Linked DNA regions of Mus musculus: all the other regions are linked to region 2. Evidence: chromatin contacts called from public Hi-C and HiChIP or PLAC-seq data. All regions are on one chromosome and are shown on one strand. The core of a region is the stretch at or near the end of the contact, and the rest is flanking DNA. Distances in the headings are between cores, read along the strand shown. Region 1 has its middle 96 kb from the start of Gm48606. Region 2 has its middle 150 kb from the start of Gm36372. Region 3 has its middle 56 kb from the start of Lpin1.

The links. HiChIP or PLAC-seq counts read pairs in DNA pulled down with a chosen protein or histone mark. A called contact is a pair of places that touch in the nucleus more often than the background predicts.
Region 1: a contact with region 2 is called in a Hi-C map of B cells, with 2.2 times the contacts expected there. The contact joins two enhancer-like sites. A contact is called at or near these places in 1 of 15 datasets of contacts at CTCF or cohesin (large pre-B cells), 10 of 484 Hi-C or Micro-C datasets (B cells, the C10 cell line, CD4 T cells and 6 more) and 1 of 115 datasets of contacts at active chromatin or transcription factors (large pre-B cells).
Region 3: a contact with region 2 is called in a CTCF HiChIP or PLAC-seq map of pro-B cells, with 2.7 times the contacts expected there. The contact joins two enhancer-like sites. A contact is called at or near these places in 1 of 15 datasets of contacts at CTCF or cohesin (pro-B cells), 7 of 484 Hi-C or Micro-C datasets (B cells, the C10 cell line, centroblasts and 3 more), 4 of 115 datasets of contacts at active chromatin or transcription factors (the 230-238 cell line, CD8 T cells, the NIH/3T3 cell line and 1 more) and 1 of 9 other capture datasets (embryonic stem cells).

What each region holds. Positions count from the first base shown.
Region 1 is chr12:16,135,170-16,137,874 of GRCm38.p6, reverse strand. No RefSeq gene overlaps it. Among named protein-coding and RNA genes, the nearest start is that of Gm48606, 96 kb to the left of the region's middle. Within about 2 kb of position 1,399, at least 66 of the 459 cell types and tissues checked have an H3K27ac peak or open chromatin away from gene starts, as enhancers often do. A contact at or near this core is called in B cells, centrocytes and pro-B cells, where this site is marked.
Region 2 is chr12:16,382,396-16,385,138 of GRCm38.p6, reverse strand. No RefSeq gene overlaps it. Among named protein-coding and RNA genes, the nearest start is that of Gm36372, 150 kb to the right of the region's middle. Within about 2 kb of position 1,493, at least 45 of the 459 cell types and tissues checked have an H3K27ac peak or open chromatin away from gene starts, as enhancers often do. A contact at or near this core is called in the 230-238 cell line, B cells, centrocytes and 2 more, where this site is marked.
Region 3 is chr12:16,532,194-16,534,893 of GRCm38.p6, reverse strand. No RefSeq gene overlaps it. Among named protein-coding and RNA genes, the nearest start is that of Lpin1, 56 kb to the left of the region's middle. Within about 2 kb of position 1,388, at least 209 of the 459 cell types and tissues checked have an H3K27ac peak or open chromatin away from gene starts, as enhancers often do. A contact at or near this core is called in the 230-238 cell line, B cells, palatal mesenchyme and 1 more, where this site is marked.

The sequences.
Region 1 (2,705 bases), core at 150-2,649, 250 kb after region 2:
TAAGCAGCTCTTTTAAAGGCTGGTTCTTGACTGACATTAGGAGAATCATCTGGAATGCAGGCCAAGTAGCTGATTCTTAGCTCTGATTATTACATCAGAGTCACTAGGGATGGGACCTCTCATAGACTGATTGGAAATACGGATGTCTTTCCCCCCACTTTTTATATAGCCTATGACATTTGTAATATAATGTTGTAGCTCTTCTCATCAGTAGATGTAGTAGGCTCTTCCCATTCTTTGATCTGGGCTGGTCATGTTATTTTCTGTTCTACTTGGCTTTACCTGTCAATTTAATACAACCTAGAGTTATCTGGAAAGAGAATCTCATTTGAGAAATTGCTTTCATCATGTTGGTCAGAAGGAATACATGTGGGAGAGTATCTTGATTGTTAATGACTTAGGATGGCCCAACCCACTGTGGATGGCACTATTCCTTAGGAAGGAGTTCCTGGATTGTATCAAAGAAGAGAGAACTAGAGCCAGTAAAAAAGCATACAAAAGGATGGATTGATTTTTCTCTGCCCTTAATTGGTGACTAGCTACTTTGAATTCCTGCTTCATCTTTCCTTGATGATGGAATATAACCTGGACTTGTAGTCTAAAAAACCCTTTCCATTCTTTGATATTTTTGTAGATGCTTTATCACAGTAACAGAATCTCTGGGCAGTAGAATGAAGGGAGATGTTGCCAATAGTAATTAAAAACCAAAATGCATAGCATTCTTCTGTGTCCTTTCTTCAAAATTGCTGATAATCTAAAAAGAAAAACAGAACATCCCACTACAGAATACTTGACAATATCAGGGAGGACCCCATTATCTCTCTAAGGACATCCTTGCCAGAATCCTAGCAAACCAGTCTCTGGCATTTGAGACCACCAAGGTCATCAAAGCTGTTTCTTGACCCATACCTGACCATGGAATATTCATAAGTCTAGAGATCAATGGCACAAAGTATTAATCATGCAATCAGCAATATTAATTAAGCTATTAACCTTGAAGTGGCTTGTTTTGTGTCTGGAGAGAAGAATATGGGCTAAGGGTGTTCTGAGCATTGGGGGAAGGTCAAGCCTAGTAGGATTTTTCAGGCATGATGGTGGATTTGGAACTCTAACCTAAGGAGCATGAGATGCTCCTAAAATGATCTAAGCATGCAGTGACACAATTAGGCTGGTGTTGTAGGCAGACCAACTTGGCTTTTCCCTTGAGAGTCAGTGGTGAGGGCAGAGGTTCAGAACCAACCACAGGAGCCTACATGGTCAGGTTTTGTTTTCTTTTAAATGTATACACTGTGCTTCAGATCTGTCTGAAAAGATAAAGACAGCTGCTCAGGTCCTGGCTGCAAGCCGACAGGGAACTGAAAGGGGCGAAGCTTAAGCATCACAGCACTGCTGTGGTGTGCTCTCCTGGGGTCACAGCAACGTAGAGATATGCATGGCCTTGTCACGGCCATGTAGAGATATGCATGGCCTTAAGGGTGGGGGTGGGGTAGGGCTGGAGGATTCTGTTCGCTTGATGACAGGGGTGGGAGAGGGTGTGGGGTGGAGGGGAGGGATGCCATTAAGGAAGGTACACAGCATGGGGTGCTGCCACAAGGCAAAGCATGAAGTGTAGGACAGATGAAAAGATAAGAATGCAGGCAAGAAGGGGCCAGGTTCTAAAGGATTTGACTGGCACCTGCTGAGACAACACTGCAGGCCAAAATCCTAAAGGAACTGAATTCCAGAGGTTCCCAGTACCAGGCACACAAGTGAATTTGTGAATTAAAAAGGAGAAGTTGAAAAGGTCAGAGCCCCACCCTGGAAGCTTGCATGACAGGTGTCACCCCAGAGGTCTGACTTTTTGCTATTCTGAACACTGGGGGCAGGACAAAGAAACCACCAGTAGCCACAAAGATCTCTTAGATTATTAACTTTGATCCCAGAATCTTAAAGGAGTCTCAGCCCTCAGCTACTCCAGACAATCTTCCGGAGGCAGCAGTCAGCAAGACAAGAAGAGAACATTTTTGTCACAGCACGCCCCCCACCCTCCACCCTGGAGTGTCTGATATCCCCTGCTGCCAGTCTCCAGCTGTCTGTCTAGACTAAGCACAGATTGGACCTGTGAGGTACTGAACACTGTGATCCAGGCCCACTCACTCCTGCCTGACTGCAGGGTGAACGTTCAAGAACAGAATCCAGGCTAGAGAGACGCTTAGGGAAAACTCTCCCCCACCAGGAGTCTTTCAGCATTTGCCACAAAACATGAGCAGAATTTGGATGGAGAATTGGGGCAGAGGCCTTCTTTTTCTTCTCACGATATCTTTAGGTATTTGCAATAAACTATGCTCATCTCTGTTCACTGCAGTGCCTCATCTACAGATGTACACAGGACCATGGAGCTTAGAAGAACCTTGATTCCATACCAGAAATGACCACTTCTCTCTCTCTCTCTCTCTCTCTCTCCCTCCCCCTCCCCCCCACCTCTGTCTGTTCTCTCTCTGTTTCATGCATGCCCACACTCACAGGACCTGCTCCAGTATAAGACCTTGGGAAATTAAAAAATCTCCATGAATGGTAACTTTTTGTTTTCTTTTGTTTTGTTTTTGTTTTGTTTTTGAGACAGGGTTTCTCTGTATAGCCCTGGCTGTCCTGGAACTCACTCTGTAGACCAGGCTGGCCTTGAACTCAGAAGTCAGCCTGCCTCTGCCTCCCAAGTGCTGGGATTA
Region 2 (2,743 bases), core at 244-2,743:
GAAATAAAGGGTGGCAAAGAACAGGAAGAGGGCAGTAAAACTCATATGGCCTAAAAGCAGATAAGATTCTACTGGGGTGGACAGGTGTGTGTGTGTAGGGTGGGGCTAAGGAGGAGAAGTAAAATCAACAAAAACAAATGACTCTTGGAAATGTCACAGTGAAAGCCAGTACTGTATGTGCTAATCAAAATTGATCATCATCATCATCAACACACACACACACACACACACACACACACACACACACACACACACACACACCAAAACAATTCCTACTTAGTTTAGTATTCTTGCAAGCTGAGGGAGTTAGGCCTTCATGCTCCACACTTAGGCAAACCATGCATTTCTAGGAAGATGACAGAAATTGGAGGATAAAACACAGCCATGTAATATTGCATCAGGGAGCAGTGGAAGGCAGGGGAAAAGAACCCTGGGGGTTCAGCAGGCATCTAACTTTTCAAAATTTCTCCAATAATCAAATTTGCAACTGGCCATGTGCTGCACACACCTGGCAGGAAGTATATCTAACAGAATATGCAAATACCTCTTGCCCAGATGGGTTTTCTTTCCCCCGTGTACTTTTTACAGCTTCCTTGCTTTGAGTTTTATTTACCAGTTATAAATTTAAAAATTCTTGTGTGTGTGTGTGTGTGTGTGAGTGTGCATGTGAGTGTGTGGTGTATATGTGATTGTGTAGTGTGTGTGTGTAGAGAGAGTGTGTGGTGTGTTTGGAGTGTGTAGAGTATGTGTGTGGGATGTGCATGTGAATGTATGTGTGTGTGTGTTTGAGCGTGGTGTGCATGTGACTGTGTGTCTGTGGGAGTGTGGTGTGCTTATGAGTGTGTATGTGTATGGAGTGTGTGTGTGTGAGAGAGAGAGTGTGTATTTTCTATGGTTCTGGGCATGGTAAGAGAATGTGTCTGTTGTGTTAAATTACTTGGTTTGTGGCATTTTGTCTCTGCAGCCCTAAACTCAGTGGTTCCCAAGACATGGATGCCTCCCAGTGATGAAGAATCCAGGGTAAGACCAGCATTCTTGACCTTGCTGGGCACAGTGGGTCCTGGCACAGAGGGCCAGTGGCTTTGCCACCAGACACCCTTGACGTCCATGATGTGCTAGGTTTTCTTATTTATCTGGGGGCTTGGCTTTCCCGCATCAATGGTGTTGGATGGTAGTGTCCTCATCCTGGCGGACCTGAGGGAGGGTTAACACACTGAGGGACTAGGGCTTGCTTGGCCACTGCCTGCCCTGCTAAGGGCCCTCGGTTAACTTTTGTTACCAGCCGTCCAGGTGCAGCCTCTCTCTTCCACGAGACGGCGCCTCTCGTGTCAGTCCTTGATTGCAAGTTTTGCTGCTCACTTTTGCCCTGACGTTGTGTTTATTTAAGGAACCATTCGTTTGGGTGAAACCTCACAGCGTTTAGGTTTTGGCTGAGTGAGCTGGAACACTCTGTTGAGTATTTATAGCCAGAAACATTTGTTCGCCTTAGACCACATGACTTGACATCTCTGAAACTTGAGCAAGCTCCGGTTTGCTTTGGATCTTTAAGCCTTTCTGTGGTGTAGAGGAGAGTGACGGGTTCGGAAGCTCTCGCTGTTTTGTAACTCTCTTGGTACCACTCCAGTGAGCCAAGCGAACTGTGGTCCCCATCAGTTGTCATACAGGACTCTTGAGTGTCACCATGCAGGTGTGCAGATGGCACAGACAGTAGGCCAAAGACTTCAGGTCTCTGGATTTTACCTCAAGTATTTAGCAGACAACTTTAGTGAGGGGAAAAATCCCAAACTAAACCAAACCAAACCAAATAACCAGAAACAACATTTAAAAAAGCAACACCCCTAAAACCCAACCTGTTTTTCAAATTTGGGCCGAGGCGAGTGAGTCCTGAATGCAAGAAGAAAAACCACATTTTTTTTTTCTTCTATACACCTGTGTGTGCACAAGGTAAGGCTTATGAAGTTTCTCCTTTTTGAAAAAGAAATCATCTGACTCTCAGCCAATACTATGGCCTTAATGTGCGTTCTGCCAATGCCTCCAAAACCATTTGAGAGCAGGCCACAAAAACAAAAAACAAACAAACAAACAAACAAAAAAAAAACCCAACCAACCAACCAACCAAACAACCGAACTAAAAACAAAACAAAGCAAAACAAAGTCCCCAAACTGCCCAGGTTTGCCGATGGAGAGTTGGAGGCAGTCTGCACAGACTCTGTGGCGAGAAATATTTGGAGAAACGAGAGCCGACTTTTCAGTCTTTTCTTGCCAGAAAGCCAAAAGCAAAGCTGGAATTTTGTGGTTCCGGCACTTTGTGTGCCTCCCAGTCATTTTGCACAGATGGTTCTGGTTTAAGGCCATGATGCCCCATCCACTGGAGGGAAAGAAACCGGGCGACCACCCCAAGCCTCCCATTCTGATGCCAAAGTATACTCTACTGCCCGGAGAAAATGAGAACCGGGAGAAGTTGCTTAGAAAGCTGCCAATTAGGGTGCAGAAGCTGAATGGTTCAGTGACTGTGCGATGCTGAAACCCACATTTTCCTTTGGATTATGTCACCTGGGGGACACTGACAGGGACTCTCCCCTGCTTAGCCAGTCACAGTTGCATGATACTGAAAGATTTGGGCAGGCTTTGTCTTTTCATTTGAAAAGACAAAGACCCTGAAAAGCAGAGCGACTTGCCTTTTACTAAGGGTCTGGGATACAGAGCAGGATGTCCAAGTTTACCTTTTACCCCTGACTTGTAA
Region 3 (2,700 bases), core at 139-2,638, 150 kb before region 2:
CTATGCTACCTGACTGCAGTGTCTGAGGCTCTCTTATCTGAAATAAAAACCAGGATAAACTTGTCTATAGGCCACTCATTCATCTGTGTTCTCTTTATCCTTTGACACCAGACCTCCATGGTGGTACCCAAGGCTCTCCTGTGTCCCCGCAGTTCATACCCCCATGCAGACAGAATGAGTTTTTGGATGCCTAGACTTTCCCAGAGACGAGCTTTGTTCACCTGGGAATTTGAAGGGCTTGGTCTGGTTTCAAAGAGTAACACATTCCCATTTTGCATCAGAAGCCAAAAACTATTTGGGTGTGTGTGGGGGGGACTGGTCTTAACCATCAGCTCTGAGACAGCTTTCGTGACCCCTGTGCGGTCGGTCCTGGAATGGAATTGTCATAGAGGAAAGTTAAAGAGGCCCAGTTTTGAAACAGGTTCTGGGACTTAACTCTCTTCAGGAGGCCTTTGGTCCCAACATCAGAGCTGAGACTCCATTCGACCATCTTTGTCTATCTGTGTTTTCTATCATGGTTCTGGAGTGTGAACAGCACTGTGCCCATTCCCTTGAAATACGAGAGGTGACGGGTCTCCGGGGTTTTCCCCTTTTTTAAAAAAAATTTATTTTTATTAGATGTTTTCTTTATTTACATTTCAAATGCTATCCCGAAAGTTCCCTATACCCTCCCCGCCCTGCTCCCCTACCTACCCACTCCCAAGGAGCTGAAGGGGTCTGCAACTCTATAGGTGGAACAACAATATGAACTAACCAGTACCCCAGAGCTCGTGTCTCTAGCTGCATATGTAGCAGAAGATGGTCTAGTCGGCCGTCACTGGGAAGAGAGGCCCCAGGGTCTTGCAAACTTTATATGCCCCAGTACAGGGGAACACCAGGGGTTTTCCCTTTTCAAGTCAGCTTGTAAAATGATTCCATTTCTGATTTGTGAGTTGCAAGGATTATAGGTGACCACCACATCTGAATTTTTTGTGGGTTCTGGGGATTTCAATGCTGGGCCCCTCACTTGTTTGGCAAGTGCTTTATCCACTGAGCTATCTTCGCAGCATCAGTGTCTCCGACAGACTCATGAGGATAGCCTGAAACACTATAGTCAAGGATGACTTTGAATTAGATCATTACTGCCACCCCACCCCCACCCCCAGTGCTGGGATTGCACGCATGTGCCACAATGAGTGTCTTTTATTTGGTACTGGGAATTGAACCAGGGCTTCATGCATGCTAGGCAAGTCCATGCTCTACACCCCAGGATAGACTTTACATTTGTAACCTCTCTTTTTATCCTGTAGCACCAAAGAGGATAATTGCTATCACTTGTGGTACAGCCAGGCTTGGTCCCCAAAGGGAAGCAGAGTCTGACCAGAGAAGCTGATCCTGGAAGTCAGTGAAAGCCGGTGGCCACAGGGGGGCACAGTTGGTTCTTGTTTGACCGAATAGCCTTTCAAAACAGCCTCTGCTTTGACAAAGGCCTTTCCCTGTGGTCCCAGGCTTGGAGACCAGCCAGGTTGTGGGTTGGATTTGTGTGGAGGCAGGGGAGTTTCTTCAGGGGACTGTTTCAGTGCGGATGTCCCTTGGATGAGCTCAATCCGAGGCCCAAATCTTTAAGTGAGCTTTGGAGGCCAGTCTGTTGAGATTTAAAATCTGTTCTTTGTGGCCCTGGAGGTTCTGGGAGTTTGTCCTGGGAGTTTGTTAAAAATAAAATTGTTTAGGACCTTATCCTAGACCTACCGACCCTAGCAGTGGGTGTGGGCCTCCGAGAATAGTTTAATAAGTCCTATGGGGTTCGGATGCACTCACATGTTGTGGACCATTGCAGCCCAGGCCCGGGCTCACGTCTGTCATCTGGCCAGCTCAGGAATGCTGTAATGCTATCAGCCTAGGACTCACATCAGCTCCACCCCACTTGCTCAAACCGGGAGAAGCTGCTACAAAGACCACCTCACCTCTTTGTATTAAAGGATCTTGGAGACCGAGCCACAGGTGCTTGCTTAAGTCACAAGGTGTCCTTCTGACCCTGTGGAAGCATCCAGTCAGATCTGCCTTCCTGGGGAATCTCAGATGGGAGCCACAGGCCTGGGAGACAGCAGGTCTGGCAGCCTGGGCAGAGTGAGAACGCAGGGAACAGGGTAGAGGTGGATGTGCCCAGATTTCTAATGGTCTCGTCCTCCCCGAAATGTTTGGGAGCCTCGAGGAGCCTGTCCCGATGCCAGCTATCTGTTCATTGGTGCAGGAAGTCCATTCAGCCTGCATTACTTTTAATGCATTTTGCAAGCAAGTGGCCTCTTCCTGTGACTCACTCCGCCTTTTGTGCACCGGAGGTTGTGGTTGGAAGTTTCACTTCGGAAAGTAACCACCAGTGCCTCCGATTTCTCCCGAGGCTGGAACCCCAACAAGTCACATGCATTTTGTAACAAAGAAGTGTAAATGGAGGTGCAGCCAGTCACGTTTCTGCTCTGTAAAAACATCCTTTTCTGAGATGGTCTGCAGAGCCAAGCTGAGAAGAAATGGGTTATATTTTCATTTCAGGACTTTGTGCTTTCTTTCCAGAATGTTCTTTGTCATCTTGATCCATTTTTCAGGATTATCTAAAAACAAAAAACAAACAAAAAAACAACAAAAAAAACCCCCCAAATCAAACCAACCCCCCAGCATTAGCTGATTGGGTGATCCATCCCTTAGCTGACTGAAAGTGACTCAGAT